2 separate regions of the Capra hircus genome follow, and region 2 is linked to region 1. Evidence: chromatin contacts called from public Hi-C data. All regions are on one chromosome and are shown on one strand. The core of a region is the stretch at or near the end of the contact, and the rest is flanking DNA. Distances in the headings are between cores, read along the strand shown.

Region 1 (4,119 bases), core at 1,109-3,608:
TCTGAAACTACCCAACGAGTAGCAACCAAATACAGAAAAATGTCTAACAAAATACAACCAACATGAGACCCAACAGCAGCAATGAAAGTGTTTGTTACTATTCTCTGTCGGGATTTCTGGCTGGTGAGCACCTGCCCAAGGGGACACATATTAAGAATGATAATTAAAGTCTTACCACATATTTTAGTAGAGCAATGGGAAGTTTTTCAAAAGGAATCAATAGATGTTTTAAACCTCCAACCTCGAAAGGAATATTTCAGAAGTTGTCACTTATTAAAGTCCTGTAAAAACATCTTAAATCCCAACCTGTAAAAGGTGCCCTAGATAGATACAACTTTGTCAAAAGTTGCTCACACCACTCAGGGAGACCCAAATTCGCTCAAGCTAGTTCACTGATGCAGCAGAGCATCCTTAATTGAAAACCATATCCCAACAGGTCCTACAGAAGCCTGCAGTCCCCAGTTTCCTGCAACTGGGTTCCCAGGAACCTAAGCCAGACAGAGGGACCCGTCTTCATCCTTAGGCACCAAAGAGGCCGAATTTCCTTGCTGGCCACTAGATGGCGCCTACGCATTGGTGAGGCGGACAAAGCGCACGCTGGACACTTCTTGGGCACCAGCCGAAACGGACAAATGATTAGAGAGAGAAAGCATGGTAGACCTCTGAAATGGACGATGCACTGTAGGCACCGGCCACTGTTTAATGAAAAAGGTAAAAAAAAAAATCACATAACTGTTAAACAAGCAAACTGCAATCCTGTTAAGTAAGCACCATAGCAAAATAAATCCTCACGACAGAACATTAATTGAGCACCTACTATGTGCCAGGCTCTGCATAACATTCAAACGACAACGGAAGCCCGACGTCAAGTGCATCCTGTATTTCTGGCACTATCCAAACAACAACTCTGTTCAAGGATGCCGTGCCCATTAGAGCAGTAGCAAACCAAAGCTGGAGGGCTTAGGATGTGCCAGCCTAAGTATTTGACGTATGCATCAGCTCACTTTTCGCTTTTAAGAATAAACGTCTGGAGTAGGTTCTATTAGAATTATAACTTTACAGATGAGGAAAACTGAGGCACAGGAAGATTAAACAATTGGCTTGAGGCCTTAGCTACTGAGGAGCTGAGATTCAAACCCAAGCCCTCTGCCTGCACTTCTCTCTACGCCCTTGTAAAATGACAACAGCTCGGGTCCCAGAGAAAAACCAATCACTGCTAACCGGCACAGCAGAGGGTACGACCTCAAAAGGAACAGGCGGGAAGTCAGGTCTACAGAAACGAGGGTAATCAAGAAAAACTTCATGAAGGAGAAGGAATCTGTGTTAGAAATTAAAAGATGGCATCTCAGATGAACTCAAACTCTAGGAAGGTATTTGGGGAACAGGAATTAACTTAGCGTCCCATCTTTACACAGTCACAGTCTTGTCCTTATTTCACAGATCTGAAACCTAGAGTTTTGTTTGTTTTAATGAAAAAGAGATTCCAATCCCAATTTTTCTGACCTTTTCTGGCAATATCAGTAAAGAGGAAAAGCACTCCAGGCCTTGAATACAGAAGGAGCAAAACATGGAGCCAGGAACGGGCTTGCTTACTGTAGAGCCAGAGCCCACTGATAGAGTCCTAGGAATTCACACGGGATCCCTACAGCAAAGTCTCGGTAGGAGCGGGGTACAGCCCAGGACAGGGCCCTGGGACTTGAGTCCTGGACCAAAGGGCAGCACCACAAAAGGCGATGCTGATAATGTGGTGCTGGCAAGCCCATCAAAGCAGAGGGAGGGTATTGGAGTCAGAACGCCCGGCCCAGAGGCCAACCAAGCATCTCCTCCAAGAGTCCCTGCAGGTCTGGACGGGACCAGGGTGGAGCCAGAAATGGGCGAATGAGAACAATTTCAAGTGACTCAGGGAGGAAGAAAGGAAACATTTAATAAAGGAGTCTCCCCAGAAAGGGGCTGATGAACAGAAATGTAACTAGGAATTCCATCCTGACCCAACACCACTTGTTGTTGAAAATCTTACTGAGGTAATGCTAGACAGAAAATCCCAAATATACAGTTCAACCAAGTACAACAGTGATAACAAAAGAATTTCCTGGGATGAAACTATAACATGTTGTGATCTCACATATTCCATGAACTCATTATCCACAGAAATCAGACAACAGAACTAAGGAAGCCCAACAGCAGATCCTCCTCTGCCTCTGGTCTCCTGATCGTTTGTCTTCATGATGGTCTGTGTTTCTCTTCCAAACTCAGAGTCTGAGCTACTGGTAGGTATTTTACCCCACTACTGAGAGACCCCCAGAACTTAGCAGGGGAGAAGAAACACAGGACAACGCTGATAATAACGGCACAACTGCTGAGGACTTTACAACCTAAATAGAAGTAACAGCTGCTGACCTAAGAAAACTGTTGCCAGCTGGTACAGGCAAGGAGACCACGGACCTCCCCCCTGTTGCCAGCTGGTACAGGCAAGGAGACCACGGACCTCCCCCCTGTTGCTAGCTGGTACAGGCAAGGAGATCATGGACCTCTCCCCTGGGCTCTCTTTCTATGCTTCTTACTCCTCTCCAGGAGGTTATTATAGGTCAGTTGGATGCTTCCAATTTGGGAAAAACTGTTATAAACTCATCTCTCCCTAATCATCATCAGACTTCTCTCCCTCAAACTGTTATTAACTAAATTTTCTTAACTCAAATTGGCACTGTCTCATTTACTTAGTCAATGTGCATTTCTAATAATTGATTTTTATAAAGACAAACCACTGACTATATTTTGTGTGACAGGATAAGCTCAAAGTAGGCATCCAAAATATCTCAGGAAAGTTTTAAAGTTCTGCTCTATAAAACATTTACGCTTTAAGACTGTCAACATATATTTGCTCTCCCGTGGTCAAGAGTAATTTAGAAAGCAGTATGCATATACCTGAATCACCAAACTGACAAATAATTCCACAGCCAGTTTAAAGAAAGTTAGTGCCAGCTTTAAAAAAAAAAAAAAGGCAGCCATACAAACGTATACAAAACAACAATAATAATGTATTTGAAACTGTCAGAATTTGGATGAATGGACGGAAATACACACAATTTTGAACAAGTGGTCTTTTTTGTTATATAACTATTACTAAAGTAGATGCTTGCCTTGATAAGGGGACTAAGAGGCTGAGGAGTAGTGTAAAAAATAAAGTTTCAAACCCCAAGAACTTTCTGGACTAGGAATAAATTAAGAATAGGATACTTTCTAAAGTCTTTAAAAATATAAATGCTTAAAATAAAATAAAAAATTAAGACTTCCAGACTATTATAATGTGAACAATTTAAAGCCGGCACAGCTATCTCAGCTACATTTGGGGATGCCCATCATACGCACACACATCTTCCCTCTGTGGTTAGTCACCAATCTATTGCAAATAAGAAAGAGTGGGCTTTAAGACCATCAGCCACCAGAGGCGGGTCACTCAGCTCCATGGACACACCCCCAGCAACGGACCAAGGAGCCATCGCCTGCACTGACCAAGGAGAGGACAAACATGGGAATAGGGCAGTCCCTCCAGCCTGTCTGCCTCTCCCCGTCATAAAGAGCTGCAACAACACACAGTGACAGTCACTGCACGCAGGCATCCATCCCCCACCATAAGAGAAACTGCTTTCTGCTGTGTTACAGTGAAATCTGAACTCTTCTAGTCCATGAAGAAAAAAGAAAGAAAAATGAAAGCCTTGCTTACTAGTTTGTTTCTTTAGTGTTTTAAACAAACATAGAAAGTCATTTCTACGTGTGCTTAGTCACTCGGTCGTGTCCGACTCTCTGCGACCCTGTGGACTGTAGCCTGCCAGGTTCCTCTGTCCACGGAATTTTCCAGGCAAGAATACAGGAGTGGGTTGCCATTCCTTTTCCTGACCCAGGGATTGAACCCATATCTCCTGTGTCTCCTGCACTGCAGGCGGATTCTCTACCTGCTAAGCCACCGGGGGAGCCCAATTTCTATGGTTTGACTCGTATCTTTTTACATGTACGTAGGATAGTTTATCACATCAGAACATAGTTTTAAACTTAAAGAAGTGAAGTCGCTCAGTCATGTCCAACTCTTTGTGATCCTATGGACTGTACCCACCAGCTCCTCTG
Region 2 (4,119 bases), core at 1,060-3,559, 190 kb before region 1:
ACTGAATACAACCACATTGTGCAGCTGGAAATGGGAAACCTGATTCAGACCACAGAGGAAGGTACAAAAACATTGAGCTCAACACAATGCTGTCTTTCTTGCGTGTGCTGCTGGTGATGGTATAGCAACAGATCTCAAACCTACTAGTGGGTGAGAGATTCAAGACCCGTTTTGGAAGGAAACGCAGAATTACAAGAGCATTCCAAGCATCCCCAAACAGTCACAACAACCACCACCAAAAACCCACCCAGTCCTTCCAGAGCTGCGCCAGTTTCGTGTGCAGTGTTCCTAACCAAAATCCGTCTAGCCCAAGCACGCAATTTAAAAAGGAAGCACGATCTCCGCAGAAAATGGTGCATGTTGACAAAGCGTGACTTGTCCCACATGGGCAGGAATCAAAGGAAAACCAGCCTGATGGTAACCCAGCCTCCTTTAGTCTGCACGATTAGCCAGAGGGAAAAGAAAGAGGCCGGCACGAGGGCAGGGGGGCGCGGGCAATGGAGGACGGGGGCCAGAAGGCCGCCCATGCTCTGCGAGATTCTGGTAAACAGCAGCCTGTAATGGCCACTGCGAGAAGGAAAACAGCCACGGAGGGAAACGTGTTTACAACTGCGGCGGTGGGCGGGAGGCCGAGCGGAGGGAGGGAGGGATTCCCCGGCTCCGCGCGCCGCTCGCTCGGCTTCGCTGAGGCCCCAGGGCTGGGTTACGCTTCGGCGCCCGCACCCCCATTTTATTGGAGGGGGGCGCACATCTTGTTTATGGGGAAGGTTACTCCTCCTCCGCTCTGCTGATCGCTGCCTCAACACTCCCGCCGCATCCTTGCGGGATGCGCGCTTGACTGACGGCTGTGCCGGCCAGTCGCCGCCCGGGCCCCTGGCTCGGTGGACTTTCCCAGCGAGCCGATTGGGCGGTGGGGAGGGCGGGTCCTCGTGATTGGCGTGCCACTCGGAGTAGAAAGTAGTAAACAACCTCGGTCCACCGCGGCCGGGAGGGCGCGGGATGCCCGCTGCTCCGGTCCTCGCCCCGAGCCCGGGCGGCCCCGAGACAAAAGGAACCCGTGGCGGGAAGACGGCCGAGGGCCCCCCAGAAAAGCAGACACAAGTGGGCGCCCTTTAGATCCCCTGGGCGAGAACTGCTGACTTGCAGCCTCCCATCATTTTTGTTCAGTGGAAAACCAAAAAGGTTTTGTTTCCACAATTCTCGCCCTCCTTTTTCTTCCTACAACTTAAAAACTCCCAAAAGGGAACGGGCGAGGGCCGATTCACTTTACTCTCCCTCTTCCCCCTCCCTCCACAGTGTATACTTTTGTCTCTGCAGAAGTGATTTTAAACCCTGGTACTAAAAATTGTTTGCTTACATAATGTGCCCTTCACAGAGGTGAATTAGACGCCTTGTTAGACCTTTTCATCACAAGTTTTTGGAGCTGTGATCTCACTCAGGGCTGACTGTGTTTGGAAACATACATATAAAAAGAAACTGAGATGATGTTGTATTAAGCTGCTTTGACAAGAAATAAACAGTTAACTTGCATTTTCCATAGAGGGGGTAGTTCACCCAGGATATTGCACGCATGCCAAGGTAACTCCTGATCTACTTTGCCTTGAATCACAATCCACTCCTCCTCCTGGCCTCACCATCCTCCTGGGACCTCAGCAAGAAAATTGGCAGCTTTCAGCATGGAGGTGCTGCTCCCCCAAGCCCGGCAGCTCCTGGGGCTGCTTCCAGGAGGGGCACGATCAACACAGAGGTCTCCAGACACTACCTTCCTGGGAGAGAGAGTCCACAGAGAGGCCTCCGGGAGCTGATGGAGAAGGGAAGGGGGCGGGGGCCTGGGTGGGGGGAGCTGGACACCAGAGGGATCTCCAGAACACTTGTTTGCCTGCTGACTCTACACTCTCATGGTAAGCCATGTTGCCACCCGTGGCCAGACAGCCAGACTGCTGGAGAGCTTTAAAAATAAAGATACAAAGGGCTCTTGGCAGGACGGAACTTAAGAGTGAACCTGGGGGTCCTCTGTATCACCCCCCCCACACACACACACACACACGCCCCCGGCTCCACGGATTGCCAGCCTCTGTTGTCAGCCTGCTCCAAGAGCGCCTCGCCCCCGCTGCCTGCGCGTGGAGTTAGTGCCTTGTCCCTTCCACCCTAGACCCAGCCCCCAGGTCTGCAGCCTCCTTCCTTCCAACCAACCTCCCTTGGGGCACTCGGTTCCGGTCGCAGGCCCCAGTGCCCGCCATACACACCCTTCACGCCCTTCAGTCAGTCTGCGCCTTCTGTGCTATCCCCTGCCAGCCCGGGAGAGGCCGCTGTTCTCCACCGCTTCCCGCCCCTGCAGCCCGCACCTCTCAGTGCCCCTGATGGCCCGGCCAATACTGCGTGCAGACTCGGATCGCAGCTCTGGCCGCCTGGTGAGACACTGAACTTCCCGAGGGCAAAAGTGGTGTCGGCTTCTGATGTGTACGGAGATGCAGGCCTGCGATAAGCATGCTCTGGACTTGCGCACCTCTGCGCACGGTCCTCAGCCTCTCTCCGCCCCCAGCTCACTTAGAGTGTGCTTTCGGAGCTGGCATCTGGCTGACACGTACTCCCAACCCCCGACCCCCAGGTGGAGGCCCTGGCAGTTCTGCCCCTCTATGGTTCTCTGCACACATGCAGCTGTTCATGCCGTCTCCTCTGCCACTCAGGCCCTTTTCTGTCCTCCTGAGAAGAGGCAAATTCTTTTTCAGCCTAAAAAATGCTCCCTACCTTGCGCAGAACTTTCACCAGCTCCTGCCACCCCTTCCCCCAGAGCATCTCAGAGAGAGAGGCCTCCAGGTATCTGCTCCTCTCTCCGCCTGGCCGGGACACAAGGACAGTCCGACAGCTGGCGTGGTGTTCGCAAGAACCAAGAACTGAAAGGCAAATCCACAAAGTGCTTTCCTCCCCCACCAGGTGTCCATAGACCGGTCTATTCTGGTCTCCAGACGCGACAGTGCACGCACTTTCAAGCTGTCCTTCCCCAGTGCCTCTCCCTGAAGACCCCGCCTAGTCTGACTGTGGGCGGGCTCCTCCTGCCCTTTCAGCTCTCTTGCTCAGATGCCACTTCTACCCCCACCACGCCCACCTCCTGGCCACTATTATGCAGACCTGTTTCATTTTCATCATGAGATTTAACTACCATCCTTCCTATCTGATTACCCACTTGCTGGCTGTATAGTCTGGCTTCTTTTTCATCTGCTGGATTCACAACCTCATCTCCAGCGGACTTCAAGCCAAAGCAACGGACAGTATAGGAGGCTCCACTCAGCAGCACATTCAGGCAAAGGAAGATGAGTTTTCTGGGAGGGTTTGCCTCAGAACCCTCAGTCTGACACTCACAGAACCATACAAGGCGGGGACAGGACTAAGCTCTGTGGCCCCACTTGACCCCGAGGAGTCCCCGTCGTCCTGAGAATCCCAGGTTCTGCAGCTGGAACCAGGGGTCCCTCTTTGCTCCCTGTGTAACATGTTACATGTATCATCCATTATATAACTTTCCCCAACAAATACAGATTAATGGTGGGGCAGGGGAAATTATTATTGACAAACTTAGCACTTTCAACAATAAAAAATTTTTAAAAATCTGGCATCGGTAATAACTTTGTGGCTCAGAAATGAAAAAATATACATATATTAGTATATCAGATACAACATAGAATCTGCCTTCCCATACTTTGCTTACAGTATTTGACAAATATGAATGTTTTTATTTTTGCCTTTCACTCAAGGAAGAGATTGAGAAAAGGCAGAGGAACCAGAAATCAAATTGCCAACATCCATTGGATCAGAGAAAATCAAAAGAATTTCAGAAAAATATCTACTTCTGCTTCATTGACTATGCTAAAGCTTTTGACTGTGTAGATCACAACAAACGAAAATTCTTCAAGAGATGAGAATACCCTTACCTGACTCCTGAGAAACTTATATGCTGGTCGAGAAGCAACAGTGAGAACCAGACATGGAACAACAGACTGGTTCAAAATTGGGAAAGGAGTGCATCAAGGCCGTATATTGTCACCCTGCTTATTTAACTTATATGCAGAGTAAACCACATGAAATGCCAAGCTGCATGAAGCACAAGCTGGAATCAAGACTGCC

Evidence for each region. Hi-C and Micro-C count contacts between places; a contact is called where the count stands out from the background.
Region 2: a contact with region 1 is called in a Hi-C map of blood, with 2.8 times the contacts expected there. The contact joins two enhancer-like sites.

Annotation. Positions count from the first base shown.
Region 1 is chr21:7,044,765-7,048,883 of ARS1.2, reverse strand. The region is part of intron 1 of IGF1R (insulin-like growth factor 1 receptor); the gene reads right to left. Among named protein-coding and RNA genes, the nearest start is that of IGF1R, 8.3 kb to the right of the region's middle. Within about 2 kb of position 2,358, at least 1 of the 5 cell types and tissues checked has an H3K27ac peak or open chromatin away from gene starts, as enhancers often do.
Region 2 is chr21:7,238,686-7,242,804 of ARS1.2, reverse strand. The region is part of intron 2 of IGF1R (insulin-like growth factor 1 receptor); the gene reads right to left. Among named protein-coding and RNA genes, the nearest start is that of PGPEP1L, 180 kb to the left of the region's middle. Within about 2 kb of position 2,309, at least 5 of the 5 cell types and tissues checked have an H3K27ac peak or open chromatin away from gene starts, as enhancers often do.